Linked DNA regions of Sus scrofa: region 2 is linked to region 1. A link is a contact called in public HiChIP or PLAC-seq data. All regions are on one chromosome and are shown on one strand. The core of a region is the stretch at or near the end of the contact, and the rest is flanking DNA. Distances in the headings are between cores, read along the strand shown. Region 1 overlaps KCNQ1 (potassium voltage-gated channel subfamily KQT member 1). Region 2 overlaps KCNQ1 (potassium voltage-gated channel subfamily KQT member 1).

Region 1 (7,722 bases), core at 3,340-5,839:
TTCCCGCCCGCTTTGAGTGGCTGTTTGTCCTGTGAGCCAGACGTCCAGGTGCAAATGGCCCTGCTCCGGGGTCTTCTGTCCCGTCCCCGCTGTCGGCCTCTGCGCTCCGGGGCCACGCTGTTGTGCCGCGTGCGCAAGCCCGTCTCAGCGCGAGGTTGGTCCCCGTGCCCGCTCTTCTCCTTCGGGGGCCACCTTGTGGGCTCCCCAGGGGCCTTAACATCAGCCTGTTCACCTCCCACAAAAAATCTGATTTCGGATGAATGGCTTCGGGGAGCCTGCCTCTCAGGTGTGGGGTCTTCCTGCCCACGGTCCTGGGGTGTCTGCGTCGGGAGGCTCTAGGGCTTCGAACTGCGGGTTGTAGACAGCCGCTGTGATCATTGATAGAATCAGAGTGGTTATGGTCAGTCGCCGCCTAAGTGGGATCATCTCGCCCAGGGCGTTTTCTGGAGGGTTTCTGGGCGTCGGGAAAAGCTACGGCTCGCGTCCCTTGTGCAGCCACGACGTCATCTGCTACTTGCGGTCATGTTTCCTTCTGCTGGTCCTTGAGCGTTTTCTGGGTTTGGCGTCATCGCTGCTTGGCCCAGCTTAGCGTGCTGCTTAGGTGTGGGCTGCACGGATCAGTCACTCGGGCTTTACTGGGTTGGGGTGACGGGGCGCCCTGTGCTTCTGAAGGGAGGTGCCGGCCCAGGGCAGCAGGGGCGGTGGGGGGGAGCATTTTCTCAGGTAGGGGTGTCCTTTAAGTCTGATGAGATGGCGTGAGCCTCTGAAAGATTGTGTTGCAGTATAGTTGATGGACAACGTTGCGTTAATTTCTGGAGGGCAGCGATGCGCCTGTTACACGGACGTACTATTCTTTTCATTGCGTCTTGTCACAGGATGTTGAATAGAGGTCCCCGAGCCAGACAGCGGGAACTTGCACTTTATCCATCCTGTGTTCTCTGGGTTTGCACCTGCTGATCCCAAGGTCCCGTCTACCCCTCTCCCCGCCTGGCAACCCCAAGTCTCTCCTCTGTGTGTGTGAGTCCGGCTCTGTTTTGCAGATCAGTTCATTTCTGCCATATTTTAGGGGCCACACGTCAGTGATGTCCTACGGTGTCTGACTTTCTCTGACCTAGCTCACTTCATATGAAGATCTCTAGGTCCGCCTGAGTGGCTGCCAATGGCCTTATTCCTTCTTTTTGACGACCGAGTTGTATTCCACCGTGTATGCACGCCACGTCTCCTGCGTCCGTTCCGCGGGCGGACGGGATTCTACAGTGACAGTGTTGATGCTTCCTGTGTCTCTCCTGCGTCCGTGGGGCGGTTGTGTTGGTGGATGTCCTTACTTTCCCAGGAGAACGGTCCTGGCATTTTTTTTTTTCCTGTCCTGTTTGGTTTACTTTCTCATATGAAAGTAGGGACATGCTTGGGAGTCCTGTCATGGCTCAGCAAGAACGAATCCGACTAGAACCCGCGAGGATGCAGGTTCGATCCCTGGCCTGGTTCAGTGGGTTAAGGATCTGGTGTTGTCGTGAGCCCTGGTGTAAGTCACAGACGTGGCTTGGATCTGGCATTGCTGTGGCTGTGGCGTAGGCCGGCAGCTGTAGTTCCGATTAGACCCTTAGCCTGGGAACCTCCATATGCTGTGGGTGCGGCCCTAAAAGACAAAAAAAAAAAAGTAGAGACATGTTTAATGGCAGAAACGCAACAGACTTCTGGGGTCGTGGCGCTCTCCCGCCTCCCCCCATCCCCCTGGTCGCAGAGACCCTGGAAGCAGCCCTGGGCACCCGCCAGGTCTGTGCCAGGGCCTCAGGGGCCAGTCTTCCTGCAGGCGAGTGGTGGGCAGGGCGATACTTCTGTCTGCCGTGGGCATTCCTGGGTGCCCCTGGCCGGCCCTGTGTCTGCTTCCCAGGCTGGGGAATGTCCTTCCCGCCTCCCAGACCACGGGGGAGGGGCTGTGTATGGGGGGAGGGCAGAAAGTTGGGGGTCACCTCAGGGTGATTTGAGTACCTGCCCGGTCACCACAGGGCATGTCAGCTCTGTGACCTGCTCCTGGGCCCTCTCCTCTGGCCAGGGTGACTCAATGCCCTGTCCGCTGGAACCTGAGGGGTCCGGAGGCAGGGGCTGGGGGTGTGGGGGGTGCAGGCAGACCCTGAGGTGCAGGCCCAGATTCTGGGGCTGTCCTTCTACCAAAAGTGAGTGCTCAGACGCTGGGCCCCGGGGCCCGGCCAGCCTCTCACCCCTGTGTGGGTCAGCTCGAGCCGCTGTAGCAAACACCACAGGCCAGGGCGCTCCAACAATAGACAGCCGATGTCCCCCGTCCCGGAGGGTGGCGTCCGAGCCCCAGGGGCGGGCAGGGCTGGTCCCTCCCGAGGCCTCTCTCCTGGGCGTGTGGACGGCCGTCTGCCCCCCGTGTCCTCGCAGGGCCGTCGCTCTGTGTGTGTCTGTGTCCCGACCTCCGCTGCCTCTAAGGACCCCAGTCCTGTGGGAGCAGGCCCCACCCCGGTGGCCTCCCTTGACCTTCATCTCCTCTTTCAAGGCCATGCGTGTCCCCAAGGACAGTCACGTTCTGGGGAGCAGGTTCAGGACGCCAACTCATGATGTTCTGGGGACAGGTCAGCCCGTAAGCCCCCCTGAGGGAGCTGGGTCCGTCCCTCCTCTGCTGGGGGCTCACTCTTGGGTTCCAGTGGGATGTAAGGCACCCCAGTGACCCCCACCCTGGGCCCTGCACCCAGCGTCCGTGAGCACTGAGGGGCCCGGCCCCAGGGGGCAGCTCAGGTAGGGCCTCTGGGTGATGCTGGGAGGGTTGGGTAGGTCGGGGGCAGCCCACCCAGAGTCCCAGCCTGGGAATCACCCCTGATGTGTCAGTGGGTCCCCAGCCCTGCGCTGGTGGTAGAAACCAGACCAGTAGTGGGGGGCCACCCCAGGACGGCCCTGGGGTGGGGTCAGACCTGGGCGGCCCTGGGCCCCCCTCTCCCCTCGGGCTGGCCGGGAGCAACACTCACCAAGGCAGTGCTTCTCACCTTCAGACAGGGCTCCTCAGGGCAGATTTCATGGTGGAGTGAGGCCCGGAGCTGGGGGAGGTGGCAGGGGGGCCCTGTCGAATCCCAGCAGCCCCCTGGCAGGCAGCCCCCAACCCCAAGCCCACTGCCCTCCCTCCTGAGCAGACCCTACCCGCTGTCCTGACATTTGTGAGGCCCGCGCGCCACCTTGTGGCCATTCTCTGAACTGCAGGCACCGTTACCCCTGCTGAGGACGGGGTCTGAGTGGGGAGGGGGGCAGGCGGGAGGGGAGAGGGGTGCGGGTTGTGCCCCGCTCCCTCTAGGATCCTGGTTGGGTGTGCCAGTGAACAGCTCCCCTGCTCCAAGCAGAGGGCCTAATCCTGCTGCAGTCCCATCTCCTCTTCCGCCCTGTGAGGGGAGAGACCAGTGCCACCTCCCTGAACCTCGCTGCCACCTCATGTCCCCCAGGATGCCTCTCCACATGGCAGCCAAGGGCGGCGGGGGGGTGTCTTTCCAAAACATTCTCCAAGTTCCTGTGGCATTTAGATCCTGGGGGCCCCACACTTCTGTCCCCACCCCCCAACCCCCTGCCCCTTCCACCCCATGTACTGTTTGCTGACCCTTAGACACTCCCTGCTGCCCCAGGACCCTTGCACGTGCTCTGCTCTGGCCCGGCTGCTCCTCTGGCATGTCCCAGGACGGCTTGGGCCTCGACTTGGCCGTCACTGCCTTTGCGCACCTACCCGATCACTGACCATTGCCGGGGTCCTCGTCCCTCCTCGGGCACCCTGCTCATCCCGCAGCCATCCTGGTGTGACGCAGAGCCACAGGGCCATCCTTGCGCCACTCCCCACCCTCGAGGCCAGGGGCCCAGTGGTTGTGCCCATCACCCCTGCTCTCAGGCCCAGAACGGTGCCTCCGAGCTGTGGACACCCCTCCTTTGAGCCCAGGTGCCCCGAGCTGCCCCATGGGAGCCTCCAGTTGCTGTGTGGCCCTGGGCCTCAGTGTCCCCATCTGCACAATGGAGGGTCAGCCACAACGGCCTCAGACCTCACCTTCTGACGGCCTTGCCAGGTTTCCAAGGATTTCCTAACTCGCTGGCCCGGTGCAGACAGATCATTTGAGGTGGGTTTGAGCTGGCAGCCTCCAGGTGGGCAGGGCAGGCTCTCGGTGGGGGCGGCAGTGGCGGGGGTGGGGGTGGGGGGCTCCCCGGAGCCTGCAGTCCGCGAGGCAGAGGAAGACCGGGTGTGGGGCGGGGGCTGCAGTGGCGCGGCGTTGCGGGCCCGGGGCGGGACACCAGGTGGCGCTGTTGTCCGCGGCCCCAGGGCGCCGCTGGCCCGGGGCCCAGAGCGCAGAGCGCGGAGCCAGACCGCAGCCGGGAGCCCGGGAGGGGCCGAGCGTGGGCTCCGCGCAGGATTCCGCGAGCAGCACGACGTTTAAATGGTGGAAAAAAAGTCATTCAAAGCTGTGTTTTCCCAGAGAGCCCATATTTCTTGCTTTCTTTTCATGCACTCGCTTTTATGGGGCCAGAACGCTCTTATCTCGGCGCTGTGTGAGGGAGCCCCGAGCTGGCCTCCGAGGGATTAAGCGTTCTGCGGAACGGGGGGCTCGGGGGGCCTGAAAAAGCCATTTGGGGTGGAATCTGGGCCCTGCTGCGGGGTCTGTCCCCGGGCTGTTAATGCGCGTGTGCGATCCGAGCCTGGCTTGTGCTTTCCCAGGGGAAGAAAGGGGCTCCCACACGGCTCCTGTGTCCAGAGGAAGCACTGTGTGTGTGTTTACGCGTGCGTGCCTGTCGTGTGCACGCGTGTCTGTGGGGCCGTGTAAGCGTGAGTGTGCTTGCACGTCTGCACATGGCCGTGTGCACGCGTGTGTGTCCCTGGGCGTGCTCTGGTGCTGCCCTTCTGCGTGCACACGCACGCCTGGGGACCGGTTGTGGGTCTGGGTGGCTCTTTGTTTCTCCCCCGTTCTCCCCCCGTCCTGCTGCCCTAGAAACACCCCCTCTCACTCCCCCCCCACGTCCCCGCCCTCCGCCCCCCTCATAAAAGACCCTGGTTGGGCCCAGGTGAGGGGCTGGTTTTGCCTCTCAAAATCGCAGCGTGGTTTTCTTCCCTCCTTTTGCAAATCCCACACAAAGCGAGAGGCTCTCAAGAGCACAACACAAGCGGCGGATTGCGTGCCTTCTGGTGGGGAGCATACCAGGGAATGCCCGGCGATGCCTGCGGTTCCAACCCCGTGCGCCGCGGCCCGGAGGCCTAGGGAATGAGGTCATCGCCGCTTCCTCCCTCGCGGCCGCCGCTCCCAGCGCCCGGCCAGCCAGAGCGGCCCTGCACCAGCCAGGCTGCCCCGCTCTGCGGCCCCAGTTTCCCAGCGGCAGCACGGGCCCCGGCGGACTCTCCGGGCCCCTCCAGGGGTCTCGTGTGGCCCGGGAGCGAGGCCCAGGCTCTGTCCTCGGTGGCCCGGCCCAGCTCACCCCAGCCCGGCCCCTGCAGACCCGCGTGTTTTCCGCCTCTGCTCCCTGCACCCTCTTCCTCGGGGGCCAGTGAAGACACCTGGGCCAGGTCGGGCCGGCAGTGCCATGGAGAGCCTGCTGTGTGCACACCCGCCCCGCCCTTCGCCCCCACGCGGGGGGAGACACAAGCGTCCAGGGCATGTCTCCCGTGGTCGGGGCACCAGCCAGTGGCCCACATTTTCCGTGCACTCACCCCAACGTCGTATTTTCTCCAGGGCCGCCGCCTCCTCCAAGTGCTGTTCTCTCAGCCTTCACCCCCCGCTTAGTGAACTCCTACACACCCGACAAAGCCCCACTCCCGTCCATTCACTCCTGGAATGCCTTTCCGCTTGCCCAGTAACATACCTCACCTGCTTCCCTCGGGTGCTCTGGGAAGGCATCTGCCCTCCACACGACCTTGAGCTCCTTGGTCTCTGTCCCTGGCACACGGGAGCCCCTGACGAGAACTGGTTCCCGCTGCCCAGGCCTTCCCTGATGCGCTGCCTCAGTCCACCCCGTCTCTCCACCCTGCTTCAGCCAGCAGGTGTTTCTAGCACATCCACTGCGTGCCAGCATCTGTGTGCAAATAGGGGTGAGCACGCGGGGGCAGGACACAGCTTCATGTCTGTGCCCCTGCGACCCTCACTGCAGGGCCCCATGTAAGAGGGGGCTGCTCCCCCCCTGCCCCCGGGAGCACAAAGTGGTGGTGCACACGTGTGTTCCACCAGGGCGCCGTCTGGCTGTAGCCTGGCTCGGGCGTCCCCATTAACCCTCTCCGGGCAAACCTGAGCCTCGTGGGTTTGGGGGAGAAACACTGAAAGCCAAAGGAGGTTCCCATATGACTAGGGTTCGCATTGGGGGTGTTTCTGCACCGGCTCTCGGTTCTGGAGGCAGAGGGACAGTGGCGCCGGCTGGAGCCACAGCCTGGGGTTCTGACCATGTAGCCTGGGGGTGCAGAGCAGCCTGCAGCTCCGGCTGCTGGGGCCCCTGCTGCTGACCCCAGGTCACGAGCTGGAGGGGCGCTGGCCTGGGTGAGGAAGGGGGTGAAGGGGACGTGGCGTCTGGGCCGCGCTCATACAGGTGAGGAAGGGCCCTTCCCGGATGGCACGTGTCTGGTGGGGACAGACGGCTGCCTCCATCCTCCCCGTGCCAGGTGGGGTGGGTGCGACCCCGGCAGCCCCGCGGCTGTGCCACATCTGGGTCCCTCCCTGCCCCTCCCATCTCCACCAGAGTCTGTGACAGAGGCTTAGGGGCCGCCAAGCAGATCTGGAGCTGCTGATGAGCAGATCAGGGGTCTGGGCTCATTCTCCAGCACCCCTTTGCCACCCGGTGGGGACCCCCAAGAATGGGAGCCCCCTTTGATTCTGGGACACTAGCCTGAGGCCCCTTAAAGCCCCTACACCAGAGCCTGGCCCTGCACCCTGGCTCGCTGTGGGGACCTCACATCCTCTGACGCCTGCAGGGCCCTGCTTTCCAACCCCGTCCACGCGCGAGTGTCGTTGCTTCTCCCGGCTGCGTGGCGTGTTTTGCTCACGGGTGGTGTTTGTCCCTTTTGACCTCTAGTGGCCTCGGCCCTCTCTTCAGGGTCTCCCTCCTGGGCTTCTTTGGGCGAGTGCGCGGTCCCCACTTTATAAAGGGGACAGTCCCCAGCCCCCAAGGACGCCTGTGCAGGAGACCAAGGGCTCGGGGCCCACGGGGCCCCCTGTGGGGCCCAGGGTGGGGGCTTGGGCCGTGCCCACCCCTGGGGACGTAGTTTGTGCCCCGCCAGGGTCGCGTCCGCGGTGGGGGTCACGGGTTTGGGCTGGCCGCGTTCCTGGCCTGGAGGCAGCTGCTCTGAGGGGACAGCTGACATTCCTTCGTGGGGTCTGTGCTCAGCCGAGAGCCGCGAAAACGGGAATCCTCAGCTGTAACCGGAACCTGCGCAGGTGGGGGGCCCTGCGGGGGGGCTGTGGGGGTCTGTGCAGGGGTGCCCTGCGGAGACGCGTTCTCGTAACAAAGGTGCCCGCTGTGAAGCCCACGCTCTGTCACAGGCCGGGACGGTCCTGTCCATCACGTCATCAGAACGGGGGGCGGGGGGGGGGGCTGAGCAGGAGGGAGAGGAGACCTTCCCGAGAGACCCGCAACCCGACGCGGAGTGGTGGGCGTCACGGGTTTGGGCTGGCCGCGGGCAGTTCTGTGCCTGGAGCCCACCTGCGGCTGAGGGACGGAGTGGCAGGCTTGCCCCGGGCCCCCAGCGTTTCCTCCTGAAGGAGA
Region 2 (7,722 bases), core at 1,968-4,467, 130 kb after region 1:
GCTGAGGCAAGGACAGGGGACATTTGGGAACGCGTTGCGGGGTCGCAGGTCTGACACGGCCTCGGGCACTGCCCTGGCTCTTGCTGCTTTGGGCACGTGGGGTGCTGCTCAGACCTTGCCCCCTCCCCCCCGGTGGCCTCCCCAGTCCCGCTGTGGGAGACAGGAACCCATCCCCGGACACCCTGGGCCATGTCTGTTTCCACCTCCCCCCCAGGACATCAGGGGAGCAGGAGCCCCAGGACTTCAGAGCAGTTCCACAGATTTCAAAAGAACAGAAATCCCTGTCTGTGTGGGGTTTACATTCCAGTAGGAAAGACAGACCAGAAATTCCCCAAGTGCTCTGGACATTGTCCTTTGTCAGAGCCACGGATCCCTCGGTGGCTTCTGTTAGCTGCGGCCCGGGAAGCACCACGGCCCACCCCTCTCGTCCTCACCCGCGAATGCCAGCTTTTCCCCAGCCTTTTGACTGGGGGTTTGCCTTTAATCCAAGGATGTGGAGCATGGGATGCAAAGCCCTCTAAACAGCCCACTTCAAAGAGTGACCACCTCCCGGTAAAGAGAAAAAGGATATGCTGATCAGAATTTCGTCTTGAAAACTAGTTTTTAATTGCAGCAGAGTTGACTTAGAACGTTGTGTTAGTTTCTGGTGCACACAAAACTGATTCTGGTGTGCGTGTGTGTGTGTGTGTTCAGATTCTTGTCCCTTCTAGTGTATGAGAGGCTGTTGAATGTAGTTCCCTGTGCGGGACAGTGGGACCTGGTTGGTTACCTGTTTTATGTACACGGATCTGCATCTGCTCACCTCAAACTCCCGACTTCTCCCTCCCCCTTCCGCCTTCCGTCCGTTTTGGAAGCTGATTTTTTAAAATCCTTAACATGGAATTCCCTTGATCTTATGCTTAACAGAATTTGGGTTCTGATCGCGTCCCCGGATGAGTCCCGCCTGCCTGTTGTCCTGGGACAGCGCTCGCTCCAGTCGCGCTGTCTCACCTTAGGCCCGGCCTCTCGGGGTCCCCCTGACGGATGCCCTCGTAGTGAAGTGCTGGGGGCCCCGCATGCCCGCGGGCTCGTGTGACCGTCTCCTTGGGGCCAGGCTTCGAGCCGGGCCGAGGAGCCTGCCGCTGGCCGTTCTGCCACATTCTCTGGTGGGGCGGATGGTGCCGAGTCCCCGGCCCTCACCCCCTCCGCGCACACGGGGCGCCGTCAATCAGCGAGTGCCGCCTGCCAGCCCGGCGCACCTGTTGTGTGCCCCCCCCCGGTCCTCTGGGGGAGACAGGAAAACAGTCCGAGACTGAGAGGGGTTTGTTGTCTCGTCGGGAGACAAGAGACACGTGGGAATTGGCTGCAGGAGCTCGTGAGGCTGGGCGGCCTCCAGGCCAGCCCGGGACAGCCGGGGGCTGGCCTCGGGCACATCGGCAGAAGTCAGGGAGGGGTGGCGGGCATGGCCAGTTCCTCCCTGGGCTGTACCCAGGTCTCCTCCCCCGACCCGGGCCCGGGCAAGCCCGGAATCTCCCTGGTCCTGGAAGCCCTGGAGTCTGGCCCCTGGCCCTTGTCACCCTCGTGGGCTCAGGACCGCGGCGTGGGTGTGGGGCACAGAGCCTGGGCATCTGGTGGCCTTGACTCTGGCTCCCTGCGCGACAAGACGTCTGGTTTATCTCATCTGTACGTGTGGGGGCTGCTCCCTCCAGCACTGATATTCGGGGTTCAAAAGGTTTCCTTGCAGGCCTCTGCACCCAAGCACACACACACACGCACACACACATGCACGCACGCACACACACGCACACAGCTGAAGAGAATTAAGGCTCCAAACGTCCACTCGGCTTCTCTCTTGATTCCGAGGTATTTAGAATGGGGGTGGGAGATTAAGGGAGGAAGTTGCTGAGCCAATTCTCCTGTGTTTGCCAGCACAGAAGTGCAGATGGGGCTCCGAGCCCCGCGGGTCCCCGAGGAAGCTCGCGGGGCCGGGCAGCAGGAAAGGACGGAGCGGGAGCTCCTCGCCCAAGGGACTGGACGTGGCAGGGCCTGGCTGAGGGGTCCCCTGGGCCTCAGTCGGCCCGCCACCGCACCCCACCCCTAGAGCCTGAGGGTGGAAGCAGCTTCAGGCTCATCTGGGTTCCCTCCAAAGCAGAGAGGCCCAGGCCCACGTGGCCCCCTCCAGCCCACCTTCCTAGGAAGGTCCCTGCTGCTCCCTGAAGTGGACAGGAATGTAGGGGGACCAGGAGCCTAGGGTCTCCCTGTGAGGGTGACATGACTGTCCAGAAGCCCACTTGGACCCCCACTGTCCCCACGTCCCCAGCACCCAGCGGGCCCTCCTTGGTCCTCAGCACAGCCCTTTGCACGCGTGCACACACTGCATACAACACACGCCACTGCAGGGTCCTGGCCCCACCGCAGCTCGGTCCCCCACACCGCCCTGCCTCGTGTTCTCCGAGCTTGGCACCCACGCCCAGCGGGCGTGGGCAGACTCCGTGGTTCTGGGCCCCGCGGGCCGTGGAGGATGAGGAGGCGCCTCTTGGGCCTTGGGGAGAGCGGTGGCGAAGACCAGGTCTTCCTTCTAGAAAGATCCCTATCGCTCCAGCTGCAGGCTGGAGAGCAAACAGGAGGGGGCGGGGGAGGCCGGGGGCCCCGAGGGCCGAGGGAGACACGCCGTCGCCCAGTGAGAGGCGGGAGGCTTGGCAGCAGGTGGCGGCTGCGGAGGCAGAAGGAGCAGCCAGGCCAGGATCCTCCCACCCCAGCGGTTCTGGTCGGGCTGTGGGGCGGAGGGCAGGGGGAGCTTGGGGCCGCCCTGGGATGGGTGCTAGGTTAACAGATAGGACCTGAGAAGCCCGGGGACCGACGTCAGCCCTATGGCCCTGCCCACTGCAGTGAGCGCCCCTGGCTCTGGGACATTGTCACGCCACGGGCACGGCTGTCTAGGGTACCGTCCCTGACTTAGCTACCAGGCCCTGGTGCTGACATTCCAGCACGTTCTTAGGCCCCCAGAGCTCCCCTTCTCCAAGAACCACAGGGGGCTGGAGCCACGGGAAGAAGCCCTCAGGTGACTGTGCCACACTCGGGCCGGTGCTGGCCTTGCCCCATGAGCAGATTTGCTTTCCTCAATCGGGGTCGTTGATAACGTGATGCCAAATGCATGCCGGGGGTAGGGAGGGCCCCCAGGTCCAGGCAGTCCTGTGAGTGGCAGTGTGGGGTGTGGGCCGCTTCCCATCGAGAGGGCAGCTGTGCTGTGTGTATATGTTTGGGCATCGCACAGCCAAGCCTTGATTAGCCAAGCACAGTCCTTCCAGAGCCCCCGCTTCGATGCGGGTTAAGTCAGCAGCTGTCTCCTGAGCACCTGCTTGGGGCCTGGTTGGATGCCAGGCGCTGGGGGTGGGAACGCGCAGGGAGCGGGGCCCTGCCAGACCCCCGCCCCCGCCAGAGTCTTTTTCACCACCACCTTCCAGAGGCAGTTTCTTCCCACGACGCCCCCACCCCGGGCCGCGTCTGCCCCCCTGCCTGCCCGGCCTGCCGTCACCACGGCCATCACGCAGCCACAGTCTCTGAGACCTTCAAGCTGGGTGGGCCCAAGCACTCAGGAACTCTGGCAGTGCCAGGGCTGCCCCGGGCAGTGTTCTCAGTGATCACTCAAAGTCTGGGAGAGGTGCTTGGTGACAAGAAGTCCCATCCGCGTAGCTCTGGTGATCACAGGCTTTCTTAAACACGGAAGGGTCCCCTCCGTCCACACTGGGAGGGTCAGATGTTTGCAGGGACCCCACTGCCTCACTGTTCGCTCAGCTCGTGCTGAAAAGGGGAGACGACTGCCATGAAACCCGCCAGGGCTCTGGGGAGCGGTGGGGACCAGGTGATTGGCCGTGGGGGGCGGGGGTCCTCAGAGAACCCACTGGGCCCCCTCAGTGAGCCAGACGGGCTCAGGGGGCAGATAGAGGGAATCTGGACAAAAAAGGCCGCAGTGAGAAGGAAGGGCCGTTGACTGCAGAGCGGTTTTAAGATGGGCCCGGGGGTCTTTGGGACGCTTCCCCTCGAGACGCGGAGTTATTTCCTTCCCCTTGATTTTGGTCTGGACGCGGCGATCCGCCTCCGACGAATAGAATGTGGCGGGAGGGACAGGGTGGGGCCAGCAAGGCCGGGTCACGAGAGGGGCCACAGCTCCCCCTTGCTTTCTCTCACGGGGATCAGTGACTCTGAACGAAGCCAGCCACCGTGTTGTAAGGACCCTCACGCAGGCCCGGGGTGGGGTCTGCTCCAGGGGAACCGAGGCCTCCAGCCCCAGTCCAGCCATCAGAGCGGGGCGCACATCCTGACTTGAGCCTCCCACGAGACCCTGGGCCAGAACCACCCAGCTGCTCCTGGGTTCCTGACCCCCGGAAATGTGAGAGATGACAGGGGAACGTCTGTGAGGCTGTGAAGTCGTAGGGTGATTTGTTACTCGGCAGTAGCTGGCGGCTACAGCTGTCCGTGCCAGGGTCAGTATGGCTCTCGATGGGTAGCAGGGAGGGCTCAGCCTACCTGCCAGCTTTCACCAGGGCTTGACCGTACCCGCACCTGGGGGACAGCGGTATATATGCCAGGCGTGCAAGTCATACTTCTGCTCTGTCCTGTTCCTCGGCTGCGGCCTTCGGGCCGGAGGTCGGACCCCGAACCCCTTCACGTCTGTCCCACGCTGAGGGTTCTCGCAGGACCTGGGGGAAGTCTTGACAGCCGGTCCGGCCCCGTGGTGTCCCGCGCCCGCAGATGTGGACGGCTTTCTCGTGGGTCAGCCGTGCTGAAAGGGAGCAGTCATGGCAGGGTGGGGGTGGCGGGATGCCCTGTGTGGGTGGGGAGTGGCACCAAAGCCCCCTCCCGTTTTTCTGCTCTGCCGGGTCTTTGGGGAAGGCCAGTGCTTTCTGGTGGGTTGGGGGCTAGGGTTTCTGCTCTGCCAGCATCCGTTGGGACAAAAGTAGTGAGTATGCGGGAGATTCTGTTAAACCTCTGGAGGCCAGGTACGGACCCTACCTGGGGACCCAGCCCCCACCTCGCCGGGGCAGCCCCTGCTTCCGCGGCCCCACTCCCTGGCAGGTGTTCTGGGCCATCCACCTGCACATCCACTTGGGAACCCCAGTGAGGCTCTCCGAGCAGCCTGGACCCGGGACGGTGCCAGACGGGAGCAGCTAGGGCCCCTCCGCATAAGCAGGTCTGTTTTCCGGGTCGATGATTCCAAGTGTTCCCGCTCTCAGACCCAGGTCTCGGGGCTCTAGGACAGTAACTCGATGAACCCTGGGACAACCCGCCTGGCTGATGGGGAAACCGAGAGGCAGTGAGGTCCAGGGGCTTGCCAGGTATCACACAGGCAGTAGGTGCTGGAGCCCCGCTTCGCATCCAGGCTTCCTGGGCTCGCTCTGTCTGTCCTTCCCCTGCAGCCACGCAGCCTCAGTGTGCAGGGTGTGGCCGGGCTTGCACAGCCATCCATGGGTGGCAGCCAGCGGCCCGTGGCCACTTTGAGCCCTGGCCCCAGGTCTGAGTGCAGGAGGTGAACTCAGCGCCTCAGCTCCAAGGAGGCAGAGGACCTGGTGGAGACGGGGGTCCCGTCTCCTTTGTCCCCTCCCTGCCCAGGTCCACAGCCCATCCCACATCGATGGCAGCAAGCCCTTTGCAGATGCGCCACGCCTGGAGCCTGGCAAAGGGGGCGGCTCCAGCTGTAGGAGAACACGGCTGGATGTGTGTCCACAGCAAAGCGCCTGGTCACCTTTCTCTGCTCGGAGTGTAATCTTTTTTTGGAAGCCTTGCTGGAAAATCTGAATCTTGTGAGCCATCAGCTGTTTATAATCAGAGAAGCATATGTTTAAAAGAGCTGAGGGGCCTTATAAACTCCGTGTGCAAATTACCTTTGGGGCTGCCTGCCCCGCCGCCCTCCCCGCTGCTGCCGTCGCTGGCGAGGGCCTCCGCGCGCTGCGCAGAATTACTGGAACCCCGTTGTGGCACGGGCTCTGTTTAGCTTTAGTCACGTCAGCTTGGCCCTGGAGCGTGGGAGCCTCCATCTCTGCTGTCCGGCTTCCAGGCCCCGCCACCCCCACCCCAGCTGCAGCGGACGTCTGGCTCCCTGCGCCTGGGCCTTCACCATGAGAAACATCCAGCCTGGGAGCCCGCGACCACACGTGGGCAGGAGCCGGGCTTGCTGGGCCCCGCCGCCTTCGGGGGCAGGCCTGGCTCGGGGGCTACTCTCCGGGCCTGCTGGGGTGTGGGGTTCTCCGCCGGGTGCTTTTGGGGTTGCGTTTTTGTCTCCTGAGAGCCTTATGGAGATAGACTCCGCATACCGTACTCTTCCCCCATGGGAAGGGTGTGATTCGAGGGTGCGCTCAGAACTGGGCCGCCGTCACCCTGTCTAATTCCAGAACACCTCCAGCGCCTCTCCAAGAAGCCCCGCACCCTCTGCCCGCCGCCGCCCGTTCCCTCCTCCTGCTGCCCAACCCCGGGCCGCCGCAAAATTCCTTCGTGCCCACGTGGAGTCGCCTGTTCTGGGCATTTGATGGAAGGGACCCATACACTCTCTGGTCTGACTGGCCTCTTTCGGGGCACGGTGCGGTCAAGCCTCACCCGTGTTGTAGCCTGGGTCAGTGCGTTGGGCATCCGTGAGGGCAAGGCCCATCCCAGCATACGGCTGGGCCACATCTTGTTTGCTCATTCAACCACCGGGGGACACGGGGACTGTTTCCCCTTTTCGGTGCCTGTGTCATGTCATCGGGAACATTTGGGTACCAGCTTCTCTTACGGACATGGGTTTTCTTTTCTCTCAGGTGGGCATCGAGGAGTGGACTTGCTGGGCTGTCCTGTCGCCCAGGGTTTAAGCCAGACTGTTTTCCAGAGTGGCTGCCCCATCTTTGTCCCCAGGAGGGTCGTCCGAGAGTCTGGTTTCTCCACACCCTCTGGACACTTGCCCCTGTCTGTCACTTTCACCACGGCCCCCCCGGTGGGTGGGAAGTGATTTGCCTCGTGGTTTCAAACTGTATTTCCCTGACAGCTCATGACACCGAGTGTCTTTGTAAGGTGTTTATTGGCCATTTGTATGTCTTCTTTTACAAAATGCCCAGTTAGGTCCTTTTGCCTGTTTGGTGGGTGGGTTCTTTATCTTTTTCGTATTGAGCAGAGTTCTTTAAATATCCCTGATACAAGCCCCCGCCTCACGGGGGGGTTTCGGTAGGAACGTCTGTCCACTTTCTCGATGGTGTCCTTTGGCTCTCAAAACGCTTAGAATTTGAAGTCCAGCTTTCCCTATGTTTTCTCTTTCATTGCTTGTGTTTAGTGTTGTATCTAAGTAACAATATGCAAATCCAAGGTCACAAAGATTTATCTCTGTTTTCACGTAGGACTCTTATAGTTTTAACCCTTACGCGCAGGTGTGTGATGCTGTTAATTTTTGTATACAGTGTGAGGTCAGATTCCAGCATCTTCCTTTGGCAGGTAGAGGTCTAGTTATCCCAGAACCATTTGTTAAAAACACTGTTCTCTCCCCGTTGAATGGTCTTGGGCACCCTTTCCAAAAATAAACTGACCTCGGAGTCCCCATCGTGACTCAGAGGGAAACGAGTCTCACTAGCATCCATGAGGACACAGGTTCAATCCCTGGCCGGGCTCCGTGGGTTAAGGTCCAGCGCTGCCATAAGCTTTGGTGTAGGTCGCAGATGAGGCTCAGATCTGATGTGGCTGTGGCTGTGGCTGTGGTGTCGGCTGGCGGCTACAGCTCCGATT

What was found. HiChIP or PLAC-seq counts read pairs in DNA pulled down with a chosen protein or histone mark.
Region 2: an H3K27ac HiChIP or PLAC-seq map of skeletal muscle shows a contact between it and region 1. The contact joins two enhancer-like sites. A contact is called at or near these places in 1 of 47 Hi-C or Micro-C datasets (skeletal muscle) and 1 of 2 datasets of contacts at active chromatin or transcription factors (skeletal muscle).

The regions. Positions count from the first base shown.
Region 1 is chr2:1,725,707-1,733,428 of Sscrofa11.1, forward strand. The region is part of intron 2 of KCNQ1 (potassium voltage-gated channel subfamily KQT member 1); the gene reads left to right. Among named protein-coding and RNA genes, the nearest start is that of KCNQ1, 54 kb to the left of the region's middle. Within about 2 kb of position 4,590, at least 19 of the 83 cell types and tissues checked have an H3K27ac peak or open chromatin away from gene starts, as enhancers often do. A contact at or near this core is called in skeletal muscle, where this site is marked.
Region 2 is chr2:1,861,539-1,869,260 of Sscrofa11.1, forward strand. The region is part of intron 11 of KCNQ1 (potassium voltage-gated channel subfamily KQT member 1); the gene reads left to right. Among named protein-coding and RNA genes, the nearest start is that of CDKN1C, 160 kb to the right of the region's middle. Within about 2 kb of position 3,218, at least 4 of the 83 cell types and tissues checked have an H3K27ac peak or open chromatin away from gene starts, as enhancers often do. A contact at or near this core is called in skeletal muscle, where this site is marked.